Regions from separate parts of the Gossypium raimondii genome. Here region 2 is linked to region 1. Evidence: chromatin contacts called from public Hi-C data. All regions are on one chromosome and are shown on one strand. Each heading gives the region's core, a stretch centred on a gene start, on an enhancer-like site or on the middle of the called end of the contact. The rest is flanking DNA. Distances are from core to core; before and after follow the strand shown. Region 1 has its middle 28 kb from the start of LOC128042145. Region 2 holds the start of LOC105773989 (glyoxysomal processing protease, glyoxysomal).

What was found. Hi-C and Micro-C count contacts between places; a contact is called where the count stands out from the background.
Region 2: a contact with region 1 is called in a Hi-C map of leaf, with 2.1 times the contacts expected there. The contact joins the promoter of LOC105773989 here to the enhancer-like site in region 1. A contact is called at or near these places in 2 of 2 Hi-C or Micro-C datasets (both in leaf).

The regions. Positions count from the first base shown.
Region 1 is chr6:40,899,362-40,907,004 of ASM2569854v1, reverse strand. No RefSeq gene overlaps it. Among protein-coding and RNA genes, the nearest start is that of LOC128042145, 28 kb to the left of the region's middle. Within about 2 kb of position 4,309, the one cell type or tissue checked has open chromatin away from gene starts, as enhancers often do. A contact at or near this core is called in leaf, where this site is marked.
Region 2 is chr6:41,099,371-41,107,013 of ASM2569854v1, reverse strand. It overlaps LOC105773989 (glyoxysomal processing protease, glyoxysomal), which reads left to right and starts at 4,163. Exons shown (of 14, transcript XM_012596263.2): 1 at 4,163-4,399; 2 at 4,491-4,537; 3 at 4,612-4,789; 4 at 4,878-4,925; 5 at 4,999-5,064; 6 at 5,218-5,352; 7 at 5,567-5,692; 8 at 5,854-5,957; 9 at 6,248-6,333; 10 at 6,427-6,521; 11 at 6,608-7,322. The coding sequence starts at 4,334.

The sequences.
Region 1 (7,643 bases), core at 3,060-5,559:
TTATTGAAAATAAATATAATTGTAATAATTTTTAATCATTTATTAATTTTGTAATTGTTAAATAATTTTAAAAACTTCTATTATATATCATTTTTAATCTAATGTCCTTAAAAGTCATTTTCTATTTTCACCTCACCGCTACAGCTGCGTTTGAATCCAAACACACACTCCACTGTTGTTTCTAATCTCATTGCTACAATATCCAATCTCACCGCTACGGTAACTAATCTCACCGCCACCGCTATTTTTAACCTCACCGGAGCTAAACACACCGCCCATCCAAAGTAAGCCTAAATCTTGTTCTTCAAGTGTTTTAATCATTTTATTTGCAATTTTCCTTTATTAGGACAATTTGGTGCTATGTGACCTTATTCATCACATATAAAACATTTACATATTTGTTTTTTTAGGTTTTTTAGAAGTTTTTCTTCTAACAAATCTTTTCTTATTATTATAACCAGTATATTTTTTATTTCCTGATTTCTATCTAACTAGTTTATACCTTTTATTTTTCTTTTATATCTTTTATAAGTGTTTTATATCTTTTATATCTTTTATAAGTGTTAGAACGTATTGATTTACATCCAAATTCCCATTCATTTTCTAAAATTTTTGTACAATATTTAGTACTTAATTTATGCTTTACTTGTTTAGAAGCTTTATTTTGTAAACAGTATAAAGTTATTCTTTCTTTTGCAAAATTTATTCTATTTCCTATAGAGTCTATGGTACACCAACCATTTTACTATGTTTTTCTAAATAAGAAACATATTTTTTTATACATATCTCATCCCATAGTGGTGGTAATTTATAAAAATATTGATTTTTCAAAATTCTATATTTTCATTTTTAGTTTTGATATTCATAAAGAAATGTTTTAGAAAATTCTTATCGAGTATCACATAATTTAATTTTGACAAGATATAACTAGATATACTATCTCGATCTTTTTATCAAAATAGCCACAAAATTTTGTTTTTAGAATAAAAGTTAATCATTTTAAAAGATCTTTGGAAGTTCCTATTTGGTTGATTAACGCCATTTTGTTATTTTTATCGATTCTTCTCATCTTAGAAATTGTAGAATATCTCCTTGATTCCAACAAAATAGTTTAAAATTTTTCTTTTAACCACATATTGTTGTTGTTTACAACAATAGTCATAGATTGTGCCACCATCTATGGTTTTTTCATAGTCTGCTATAAGAATATTAGTTAAATCTAAATATATTCCTCCTTGAGCAACGTTTCTTTTATTTAAATCATCTATTCTATATGGAATTGGTTGAGTAGATGATTCTTCTAGATTTTAAGTTTTATTTCAATTGTAGCTATATTTTATGTTTTATTACTAAAATTCTAGTTGTATTTTAAACTTTTCCAAAATCTTTACTAAAAGATCTCATATAACCATCATTTTGAAGATCTAACTCTATTTTTCTTTTTCCATAAGGATCTGTTTGATTAGTATCTATAGGTTCTAGTATTTCTATATTTTCGTCTTCATCTGTTGAAGCATTTTCTTCATCGATTTATAACTTGTAATTTTAGATCTTCTAGGTTTATAGAATTATCGAATTACTAGAACTACTATTGTCTGTAATGTCATAGTTTAACATACAATGATAGTTAAATTAAGTAAATAAATCTTTATGTTTTTCATAAAATTGTTCTATTAATTTTAAATATTCAACTCTTTCATTTTTATCGAACTCTTAGTAAATTTATACTTCCAATGGTCTATAAGTTATTTATAAAAGATTAGAAATCATATTTTTGTTGATAACTATATTTTCTTTTCTGCTTTTCAAGTTTTTTTATTTCTTTTATTAATAGAAGATGATTCTTCGAAGAAGTATCTTCTTCCTCGAACGATTAATATTATATTATTATTTTCATAATATAAAGGTCCTAAATCTACCTCTTGTTCTATATTTTATTAATAAGAACTTGTTCTAATTTATTATTAACATTAGATAATATTTGTTTAGATTTGTTGTTCAAATCTAATCCTGCAACTTTTCTTAAATTATTGACTTGATGTTCTATTTTACTTACTTTGTTATATAATTTATGAAACTATATTGAAGTAATATCTATTAAACTGTTAAAACATTTACTCGAGTGAAATATTTTCATTTTTAGAGTCAATGTGCATAGCATGATTGCAAATTTTTTCTTTATAGAGACAATCTATTTCTTCCATAAAATTTATCTTTGGTACCTAAAACCTTCCATTATCCTTTTATGTCTTTACTTTCAAAGGCCTACAGTCTCACACAGACATAAGCAGGCGATAGAAAGACAGAATAACAAATATATGAGTTTTAAGATAAATAACCATGAAAGAAACGAAATTGTAAATAAAAGATAAAACTTATAATGAATACTACAATATTATTTCTCCAAGTATCATTACTCCGATCTCTGATACCAATTACAGGGAGAGAAGGAAATACGAAAGACAATAAATTTTTTCTCAAAAGTCTCCATGCAAAAAAAAATGTAAAATATATTAAAATTACTCCTCAAGAATCTCCATGCAAAAAGAGAAGTAAAAAAATGTAGATTATATAAAGTAAAATAATAATTAATACCAAACGAAAATAGAACTACACCTATTTTTAATCATATTCTCTCTCGATTTATTAAAAACAAAATATAAAACAAAACACTTTCGTGATTTAGAAAACTGGCTTATTTAAGTATAAAAATCAATCACAATTTATATTTATTATAAACATTAATAAATTTATCATAAGATCTTTTTATTACACCATTTGTAATTGTATAAGTATTTTCTTCTGAAAATTATCTTTAAATTTTGTCACAACATCATTGAATATTACTATTTGAATTGTAGTTTCCAGAAATAATTTAAATCAAATGTAAAATCAATATTAACTAAAGATAACTAATTAAAATTGAATTAACACATAATACAAGCAAATATACTATAAAAATTTGGAGCTAAAATAAAAAATATAATATTAAATTAAATTAATAAAACATGAATTAATATATAGTACTATTAAAAGTAATATAGAAATTTGGAACAAAAATAAAAGAAAACTCTATAATATTAAATTGAAATAATAAAACATTGAACTAATTTATACATACTACTATTAAAACTAATTTAGAAATCTAATATATATATTAAAGTAAATTATATGACACAAATTTAGCACCAGAAATCTCATGGAGGGATAAAGTCTTGGGTCGAGGAATCCCTGGTTATGGTAAGGAGGAGGACTTTGAGCTTTTGGATGGAGATGTTACGAGATCAACGGTGAATGGTATCCCTGTTATCAGTTTTTCAGAAAGGGTTCAACAAATTCTGTTTAGAGAAATGGCGACTACGGTAGTGGTTAAGCTTCTTGGTCGGAATCTATCTTATTCTATACTGCAAAATAGAATTCAAAGACTGCGGATATTGTCCCAACAGTTCCACCTCATGGATATGGAAAATGAGTATTTTCTGGTTAAGTTTCAGAGTCGTGTTGACTATGATAAAGTACTTACCCAGGGGCCTTGGATCGTGCTTGGCCAGTACCTCACGGTTCAACCGTGGACATCGGAGTTTGATTCTCTCCACAAGCTTTCCCTAGCAATGCGATGGTATGGGTCAGGTTGTCTGGTCTTCCGGGTTTCCTCTACAAACGCCAGATTTTGGAGAAAATAAGGGGTTTGATAGGGACGGTTATCAAGCTGGACTTTCAGATGGACAAGGGGTCGAAAGGGAAATTTGCAAGGATGGCGGTAGGCATCGATTTGAGACAACCCCTGGTCTCTCAAATCATGGTTAACGGGGTGATACAGAGGGTGGAATTCAAATCGCTTCCAACTGTTTATTTTTCTTGTGGCCGATTTGGTCACTCAAAAGAACTTTGCCCGGTGAGGGGCCTTCAAAAGAGATGGATGTGGGTGTTAGATCGACGAAGGAGGACTTACTGAAGGCAAACAAGGTGGGAGAGGTGACGGAACCATTTGGCCCTTGGATGATCGTTGAAAGAAAATCACGGCGAAATCCCCAAATTCGTCAAAGCTTAGAGACGAAAGGACCCGTGATAAACGCTTCAAATCTGCTTGGGAGGAAAATGGTCGTGAATAGTACGATGGAAGCTGATTTGCAGGGGATCCGTTTCTAAAAGGGGGATTTTTCGACGACTAAATATTAGGAGGGAATGAAAACAATTTTAGTGTCTTGGGTCAAAACAATATGGAGGGGGCAGATTTTTTGGATGGGGCCGAGAGAATAGAGGTTAGTGGGCCTGCTAGGAAGGATTCAGGTAATCTGTCTGGGCTGTTAGTGGTGCCCCTAAATTTGGATAATAAGGCGCTGGAGTATGCTGGAAATTTGGTGTCGGTTGGGCCTGGTTTAACAGCCCAAGGAGATGGGGGTTTGGTTAACACAATTTCGGTGGACAATCTTACAAATGTGCAGTAGAATATTTCTAAGGGTGGGTTTGGATGGGCGATTGGGTGCGATACGTTTAGCTTACTTTTTATCTCACGCTACAGTATTGCTACAGTATCTAATCTCACCACCACCGTTGTTTTTACACTAACCGCAGGTAAATGCACCACCCCTCCAAACCCACCCTAAGTCTGTTTCTCCCTTGGAAAGCCTAATTTCTAGGGAAGATCAGTCCCTAGTAGGTATTAATTCTCATTTTAATCCAACGTTTGATGGCCCAATAGAATCAGTTGTGGTAATAAATAAGGGGATTTTAGAGTTTATGAGCCATTCATTTATTATTTTCAAAGAAAATGGAGAACTAAAAAATGTCAAGTCTCTTGAAGATGTTAGTTCGAGTAGAAGAGGTAAAGGAATTCGATTTCGAAAGGGAGAGGATCTGGAAACGTTTTAAAAATTTTGGGAATGCAAGGGTTCCATTGTCGGATACAATAAATTCTATGGCCAAACTCATCATCTCGCAAATTAATAACAAGACTGAGATGACGAACTTGGGCAGCAATGGAAAAGCTAGAGATGGTTCATGCTAGCCTTAGAGCTATGGTAAGTCTTTTTTTTTATGAATTTATCCATTTTCTCTTGGAATTGTCAAGGTTGTGCAAATAGCAAGTTCTTTTTAGGATCTTTCGTGAATATAATTGAGATTATAAACTAGATATTATTGGTCTCTTAGAAACTAGAGTTAGTGGCAATAAGCCCCTAGACTCAAGTTCGACCAGAGGCCTATTCTCCTGTCACTTCGACCAATGATTTATTCGTATTTGGGTCTTTCTTTTCATTTTTTGGCAGGATGGATTGAACATGCAAATTTTTTTGATTTCGTTAAGAAAAATTAGAATTTTGATAGTGATTTGTCCAAGTCACTCTCTAACATTACTAGTCACCTTAACGAGTGGAATAAGAAGGTTTATAGTCATATTGGGTTCACAAAAAAATATTGATTCAAAAACTTGATATGGTTCAAAGAGATTTGGATTTTTCTCAGTCTGACCCATTATTTCAGTCGGAGTTAGAGATTAGAGAGGAATTGGAACAGGTTTTGTATCACGAGGAGCTTCTTTGGAAACAAAAGGTGAGATGTGAATGGCTTTCTTTGGGGGACTGTAACACTAAATTTTTCATAGGTGCGCTCTAAAAAGGTGTAAGTAGAATCAAATTTTAGCTTTAAAAAATGTGAAAGGGGAGTGGATTTTTGATGAGGAGGAATTATGTTAAGAGACGATTCGTTTCTTTGAGAATTTGTATGGTGAGGATCCAGTACCGATGGGGGGACTTCAATCTAGTTCTTTTCAAAGGCTACAGGATGGTGAGCTCTAGTTTTAAAGTAAACCTATATTGAATGAAGAAATCAAATCAGCCATGTTTGATATGGGACCATTGAAGATGCCGATGAGTGATGGGTTTCAAACATTATTTTTCCAGAGCCAATAAGATCGTCTTGGGGACTTGATTTGTAATTGGGTTAAGAATATTTTTAAAGGTGAGAAAATAGATCCGAAGTTGAACAATGACCTTATAGTTCTCATTCCTAAGGTTTTGAATCCAAATTATTTCTCCCAATTTTGGTCGATTAGTTTGTACTCATTTCTGTAGAAATTGGTAATGAAAATCATTGCCAATCGGTTTAAGCTAGTTTTTCCAAGAATAATTGGCGAAGAACAGACGGGTTTATTACGGGAAGAAGCACTACTGATAATATTATCATTGCTCAGGAAGTTTTTCACTCCATGAAAATAAAAAAGAAGACTAGGAGTTGGATGACCATTAATATTGACATCGAGAAGGCTTATGATTGAGTGCGGTGGGAGTTTAATTGCGCATCTCTTCATGCGACAGGTATTCTAAATTTTCTTTGTAATGTGATTATTTTTGCTAGCACTAGCTCTACTATGTAGATTTTGTGGAATGGAACACCAACTTAGAAATTCCGGCCGACTAGGGCTGTTCGTCAAGGGTGCCCATTATCTCCTTATCTCTTTGTTCTGTGCATGGAATGACTTGGCCATAGTATCCAGTCATGTATTGATTCTGGGCGATGGAGGCCTATCCGTTCAGCTCATACGGGACCCCCTATCCCACTTGTTCTTTGTTGATAATCTGATTTTTTTTGGTCAAGCTGAAGAATATTAAGCCACAGTTTTGAAGGAAATGTTGGATAGTTTCTGTGAGTATTTATGGCACAAGATCAATGTTCATAAAAAAATGTTTACTTTTCAAAAAGGGTATATGATCACTTAGGAGATAACCTATACCACATTCTTGGTTTTCGAAGAGTGATTAATCTTGGGAGCTATCTGGGAGTTTCTTTGTTCTATAACTGAATAAGCAATAGTTCTTAGCAGTTTGTGGTGGATAAGGTTCAGAGTAAATTGCAGGGATGGGATGCGAGATTATTTTCTTTAGCTGGTAGGGCCACATTGGCGCGATCGGTCTTATTAGCGATCCCTAGTTATTTCATGTAGTCAATGTTGATTCCTAAGGAGCTATGTGAGGAAACCGAACGTATGATGTGTCAGTTTGTTTGGGGGTCTTCGAGCTGTGGTAGGAAAGTTGCTTTGGTCAGTTGGAAGGATGTTTTTCAGCCTCGAGAGCATGGAGGTCTTGGTCTTTGAAGGATGCAGGATCATAACACTTCTTTCATGATGAAATTGGGGTTTAAAAGTGTGACTAATTCGAAAGCTCTTTGGGTACAGGTGCTTCGGGCAAAATATTTGGTTGTTTTTGGCATTCTAGAAATCCCTTCTAAGGTTTGGCCACTTATTCGAGAGAATTTACTTTGGTCAGTGGGAGATGGGAGAAATATTAGATGTTGGCATGATCCATGGATTCCAAATGTAGGGCCTCTCATTAATCTGATTCCAGGAAATGCTAGTCTTAATCTGGATTATTGGCTTAATGATATGATAGTTGACAGTGGTATTTGGAACCTTGATCTATTTTGACTCAGGTTGCCTGAGACTGTCATTCAGAAAATTATTGGTATCCTTACACCTTACTCTGTAGTAGGAGCTGACAGGATTATCTTGGGACAAACGAGGACAGGTTTGTTCTCTATTAAGAGTGTCTATGGAAAAAATTGGAAAGGTTCTTGAAATCAGAATGATGATGTCTGGAAGATTCGTTGGAAATTCAAAGGCCCCCAAAGGGTTAGATTTTTTATCTGGT
Region 2 (7,643 bases), core at 2,914-5,413, 200 kb before region 1:
CATCAAGAATCTTACCTTACTCAATTAAAGTGTGCATGATTTTCATTTAATTTGTTATACTAAAATTATTAATATTTAATTATATATATGTGGAAATGTTAATATTTATTGTGAAATAAATTAAAAAGAAATGAATATATGAGTTTTATCTTAACAACAAAGTGAATAGACTAAGTGTAGTGAAATCAAACTAATAAGGACTAAATTGAAAAGTATACAAAAGTTTATGTGTAAATTGAAATAATATGATAAAAAGCTTTAATGAAATGTAAGTGTTAGTGAATTAATTACAAAGTGATATGTAAGTGAATTTCTAATGATACTCAATTTCATATTGAAAAGGACCAAAATGTAAAATGTACAAAAGTGACTAAATGTAATAAGATTTTGAAATAACACATTCAAGTGTAGTGATATATAGAAGTCAAGTGAATACCAAGTGAGAATATGGTGATTAATGAAAATATATGCTAATAGCTACTAAATTGAAAGGATTGTAAAGTAAGTGAAGTGAAATTTATGCAAAGAAGAATAGATAGAAAATGACCAAAATTTGATGTGTAATTAAATATTAATAGATAATTTTAATGAAGTATTTATGGTAGTAGGTTTTAATGCGAAGTGAAATTGAAGTGACATGTTAGTGAACATTTAATTTTATGAATTAAATGATTAAGTTGCAAACGTGTAAAAGAGACATGTGAAATTTAACAATACTTTGATAGTGGATATAGAATATTATAAGTTAGTGTATTATATATTTCATGTGCCAAAGAAATACTACTATTGTGTTTATTGAATTTTTATAATAAGGATTGAAGTGAAAAGAATTCAAAAGTATATAAGTTATGTTCTTAAATGTACATGTGAAACTAATTCTGTTATATTTGCCCATGTAGACAAGATATGAACTAGTAGGATATAGATACCATGTCATTACAGAAACTTTTAGCGCGCTTTCTGTTAATGCACTTCAGTGCCACAATGTTCTAACAAAGCACTTCGGTGTTGTTCCATTTTGATATTGCACTTCAGTGCCACTCTATTATGTTATTGCATCTCGGTGCAACTTTATATTATTTTTGTATATCCTACATGCTCTATTAAGTCTATATTGGGTATCTACTAAATAATAAAGGAAAAATAAAATAATGATTAATATGACATATTTACGTGTAAGTGAAAGGAAATGGTAGTGAATTAAACTATATTGATTAAGATATAATAAGAAGTTTTAATGTTATTAAATTTTGACTTATATAATATAATATTCATGCACATTATTTATACTTATTTAAAGAAAAGTAAGATTAAATCTTGCTGTATCTTGAAACTAATTAACAACTTCAACAGACTTAAATAACTCAATCAAGCCTCAATCTATAGACATGTGTTGAATGTGCAACATGTGTTGAATGTTATCAGCATACTCCAACATAAGGTAAGTATCATAAATCTTAAATTAACTAGAGAATACTATCTTCTCTCTCCATTGTTAAGTTTTTCATTATTCTCAGAAAAGAGTTTCTTCATTTAAATTTTTGAAAAGAAATCATAAGAAATAGCTTACATTTTAAAGTTATTTATATATAATAATATATTATATATTATATATTATAAAAAGAGAAAATAATAATAATTTTTAAAGAAAGGAGATATTGGTTTGAAATAAGCCAAAGGCTTCCTCACCTTTGCAAATGAACAACAGTGATTTCAATACTGCTCTAATTAAAAGGTTGTTTCAAAATGCCAATTGTTTCAAACATTTTAAAATAAAACGATATGTTGAAGTAGTGTACTAAATTATATTATGGGTTATATATGCATTAAATATTTTATATATAAAATATTAATTAAATATTAATTAAGTTTTAATTTAGTTGACATTGACATTATTGTTAGTGCAGGAGGACGTGTGGTTGAGCATGCTAAAATGCGCTATATTATGCTCAAATTTAAAATTTAATCTTTACATTTTAATTTTGACATAATTTGATGTCTCAATCCTTAAAATGTCATTAATTAGTTTAAATATTTTATTCCAATTAATTTGATAATGTTAATTTTAAGATTTGTTAACACCATTAAAATTTTCTTTTAATTTCAAGTACATTACAATGTCTTTTCTTGTTATGTGGACATCAAGTGAGGTTTTTTTATTTCAAAATATCACACCAATAAATTAATGGAAGAAAATAAATAAACCTGAATTTTAAATTCAAAAATAAAGAAACTAAAATTTTAAAAATAAAATTCCAAACATAAGAAGTACAAAAATTTTAAAGATATTTGAACTTTTAAATTTAATTTAGGCATAAATGCAAAAAAAAAAAACCTCTTTGGGGGCTTTTGGTTTTGTGCCATTCACCTTTTTATTTTTTGATTGACATCCTCAATATTACGATTTTTTAATAAATCAGTCCAGTTTTAACGGTCTACGTGAGTTAATCGTTAATCAAACTATAGGTCAACATAATAGCCCATGTGTCACGCCACATAAGCGCACAACGTCATAAATGATGTCATCTATTTAACCAAAATTTTTTTCTTATTTTCTCTCTTGCCAAACATCATTTTTCTTCTTCAAAACATATGGTTGGCTCATTTAATCTACAAGAATCTCTATTACCATGATTATAATCATGTTTTGTGTAATTTTTGTAAACCCACACCTTAGCCTTTTATCCAATGGTAGTTGAAGCTCCTCGTATGAATCCTTTCCCTCCTCAATTAATCACCAACAATCCATCGTTTTACTTTGTTTTCCATGTTTGTTCTTGTTTTATTGACCAGCTTCTGGTGATCGAAGCCGAATCAACTCTTTCATCGACCCATAACCATCCACACGCCATATCACCCAAAACCTTCCTCGATGGTGAAAATATTGGCATAGGAAGAACGGCGGGCGTCACAGGACATGGCGACACTAAAGATGCTATTCCATCTGACTTTTTCGCTCAGATTATAAACGAAGTCGTATTCCGCGGAGCGTAAGGAGCAAATAGGTTGTTGCTGTTATTGAATTTCTTCTTGTTGCCGTAGAATTTTCTGGCTTTTAACCGATTCTGATTTTGAAGCTCGTTTAGAGTTGGAGGTTTGTATCCTTGAGTATTACTACCGGAAGCAGCGGGAACAGAAGAAATAGCAGAAACAGAACCCATGGGTAAAGGCTTATTCTCGAACTTCCAAGAATCTTTACCGAATGAAACTTTTTTTTCCCTTCCAATTGTTATTACGATTGAAAGAAGAGAATTTATTGTTAGGGTCAGGGTTTTGGTTTGGGTCATGAGATTGCCAAGGCTTGTAGCTTCGATTCAACATCATCAGAGGTGGTAGTTGAGTCATCATCTGAGGACCGGAGTTTATAGGCTGCGACTGAGACGCCGCAAATTGATTCATCGCTTGAGAGTGAGCCGCCGACGCCATCAACTGATGAGACTGATTCATCATTTGCGGTTGAACTGGAACTTGGACCTGAACCGTGTTCATCATCATTTGCGGTGGCTGATTCATCATTTGAGCCTGATCGTTCATTTTCTTTTATAAAATAAAATGAAAAACGAAATCAAAAAAATTCGAAAAGAAAAAAAAACCCTAATTTTTCAGTTTTAGAATTGAAATTTGCTGCCAGATCAAACGATTTACTATTGATCTGTTAATTTCCTTTTGGTTCTTTTAGTTTTCCTCGATCTAAAACTGAAAATTAAGAGAGAGAAATGAGAGAAAAAAATTTGTTAAATAGATGATATCACCTATGACATCGTGTGCTTATGTGGCATGCCACGTGGGTTATTAGGTTGACCTACAATTTAATTAACGATCATGAGTTCACCATTAAAATTAAGCTAATTTCTTAAAAAATTATAATGTTGAGGGTATCAATCAAAAATTAAAAGGTTAATGGCACAAAATCAAAAGCCCCAAATGTTGAGGGTTTTTTTTGCAATTATGCCTTTATTTAATCAATAAATAACGGAACGCGAAATATGATTGGAAACCATACTAGCAAATTGTAAGAAGAATGCCGCCCACGTAGCTTATGAGGAAGGGAACAAAACGTTTTGGCCCATCAAATGATTCAACGGCCACGATTTACAAGATAAAAACTGCGCGCGCTTTAACGGTCTCACCTTATCTATACACCTCGTAGAGCGTATAGTATTTTAACTTTAATTTTTCTGGCAAGCGCCGGAAAGTCAAAACTATCCTCAGGACTTACTTCTGCTTCTTCGTTTTTTATCGTATCCCCCCACTCTTCCAAACACTCCCAAATTCCCCAAATTATATCTCAACGAATCCCTCTGATTATTCTTTTACAACCGTTTCTATCCAAATGGCTCTCCCTGAAACAGCCGATTTCGCCCGGAATTTCTCTGTTTTGGTCAGAGTCCAAGGCCCCGTAAGCCCATTAACCTTTGCAATTTGCAGCTTTTTTTAAATAAAATGGATGTTTATTAAATTTATTTATTTTTAATTAAAAATTTGTGTAGGATCCAAAGGGTCTGAAGATGAGGAATCATGCCTTCCATCAATACCAGTAAGTTAAATTTTTGTCTTGTGTTTGGATTCCAATTTTTTGAATTAATTTTTTTTTAATTATGGGTATTTTAGTTCTGGCAAAACGACATTGTCAGCTTCGGGCATGCTATTACCTGACACCCTTTACAAAACTGAAGTGGTTAAGTGCATTTGGGACAATGATAGTGGTCAGAATTTGATGTTAGTTATGACAGTCGCTTCTCTCGTTGAGCCTTTTCTTACAATTCAACATAGGGAAAACCTTTCTCAGGTAGTAATGTTGACCTTTTTTTGGGGTTTAATTGCTGACTTTGTTGGGATTTTGAGTTTATATTGTGCTACTCTTTGTTGCGATGCAGGGTCTACCTGAGTTGATTCCTGGTGCTCAGATTGATATTATGGTCGAGGTATAAGATAGGCAATGCCTGTTGATTAACTTGGAATGAGTTAAGTGTAATGAGAATAGTGTTATTTTCATAGGAAAATATGGGCGCAGATTCAGATGGAGGAGGTTGTTGCTGGTTTACTGCACGGCTACTGAAAATGGTGAGCATTTATAAGTTGTTAGTATGGCTACTTATGGATTTAAATGCTATAAGAACACTTTAATGAACTGTAATATTAGGTTATACTTTGTTGCACTTGAGAAATTGACTGCATATGGACTATATGATATTGATTGATGAATGGATTTTGAAGGTTGATGTTCCCATATCATCCCTTGCACTTCAATCCCTTGTCGAAGCTTCTTCAGGCTCACAAGAGCAAGGATGGGAGTTTGGTTGGTCATTGGCTTCAACTCATCAGCCTTCAGTGGACAGTACTCAGACACAGGCGAGTATGAAACAAACTACTCCTTTATCGTTCTTACAAAAACAAAATTAAAAAACTCCTTAATTTACCCTTGTTGGAGATCATCAGTGACCAGTTGTACATAACCATAGATCCTGGATTTTTTTTTTCTGTGATCATGCTTGAGGAAGTAGTTTTTCCTTCATTTACCCTTGTTGGAGATCCAACAAGATCTGATGTTTTAACTTTATTTCAGATAGAGTATGATAACAAACTTTTAATGGAGCGTCAGAGGCTAGTGATGGGGAAATCGAGCAATCCTAGTCTAATGGCCAGGTCAACAACTAGAATTGCTATCCTTGGAGTTAATTTGCATTTAAATGTAAGCTTTTCTTTCACTTTTTGCTCTTTTCTTTTAATTAATATTTACTGTTCAATAGTAACTGAAGCAGAAAATGTACTGTTTCGAGGTTTTATGGTTTGTATGGTTATTTTTGCATGCTTTGGCTCTTAACCTCGATGTTGTGGATTATCATGAATCAGGGCCTACCAAAAATTGGAATATTACCTCTGAATAAAAGGGGAGAGTTTCTTCTGGCAATGGGATCTCCATTTGGCATCCTCTCTCCCTTGCACTTCTTTAACAGGTAATGCTACCTCCTATGTAAATATCTTTTACGCTTTAATAAGCTAACATTGATAACAACAAACTTGTTTGCCAAAATTAGTTTTCATTAGTCCAAATACTTGGATCACTGACAGTGATCCTTGTGGAACATGAAATGAACTAATCTTTTATTGGTATTTAACTTTTACTATCAAACTATCCGAGTATAGTTCTGTATCTCTCTTCTCACCATGGTATATTATTAATTATTTTGCTTGCTTATGTTCTTCGGGAGTTCTACTGTTTGACTAATGTAGCTACTTGAATCAGCATGTCAGTGGGATCTGTTGCCAACTGCTATCCACCTAAATCATCTGACAGAGCATTGCTAATGGCTGACATTCGATGTCTTCCTGGTCAGGATTTTCTCATGCTTTGTTACCTTTACTTTTTCTTTCAAAAAAAATTACCTCGAACTCCTAATTATGATTTGCTATCAAATTGGCCAGGAATGGAGGGTGGTCCAGTTTTTGGTGATCAGGGCATGCTGGTTGGTATCCTGACCAGACCTTTGAGGCAAAAGACCAGTGATGCTGAGGTTCAGGTAACTTGCACATGGTTGGCTTATCCATATTCTTTAAGCTTTGTCATAGTAAATTCTTCACAACAAGTTGTAGCCTTGGGTAACAGTTGGTGATTCCATGGGATGCCATTGCAAGTGCTTGCAGTGACTTGCTGCTGAAGGAGCCACAAATTGAAGAAAAGGGGATTCACATCAACAAGGGAAACTTAAATACTGTAGGAAATGGATTATTGTCTAACAGCAATGGTTCAAATGGACACTGCTGTTACAATCATGACCATTTTAACTCACCTTGCTCTTCACTATTACCGATTGAGAAGGCAATGACTTCCATATGTCTTATTACCGTTAACGATGGTGTATGGGCATCAGGTGTTGTGCTCAATGATCAGGGGCTAATACTCACAAATGCTCACCTGTTGGAACCGTGGCGATTTGGGAAAACAACTGTAAGAAGTAGTTCAAAAAAAGAAGCACCATTCTTCCTACCTGAAGAATCTGCATTTTCTGAGGAGAAAGGATATAAGAGGTACCAGAAAAGTTGCATTGGACCATTTCCACTGGCTGATCAGCAGAAAGGGTACAAGTTGAAGTCAGTTTTCCATGGTCATAGGAGCATACGTGTTCGACTTGATCATCTGGACCCTTGGATTTGGTGTGAGGCGAAGGTAGTATATATTTGCAAGGGACCTTTGGATGTTGCTCTGCTCCAAGTTGATCGTATTCCTGATAAGCTTACCGCTATTATGGTGGATTTTAGTCAGCCATCATTAGGATCAAAGGCATATGTTATTGGACATGGACTACTGGCACCAAGATGCGGTAAAGCACTTCCCTATTTATCTATTTGTTTGTGGTTGTTTCAATACATTTGAAATGAGATAATTCTGTTGTGTTTACATTACTCTTCACTTTACCCTTTTTCATTGTACGACTTGGACTTGATAAGTGGTTCTGTGAACGTTCACATCTGAAGTTTCCAATCTTAGCATCGAAGCCATCCGTTGTGTAGTTTCAAACAAGGTCATTTGGATCTCTGTTGGTTAGAGAACTTTTTTATTTTTTAAAGATGTTGGTTAGAGAACTTTTTTATTTTTTAAAGATGTTGGTTAGAGTGCTTAAAACTACTCGTTTACCAAATAA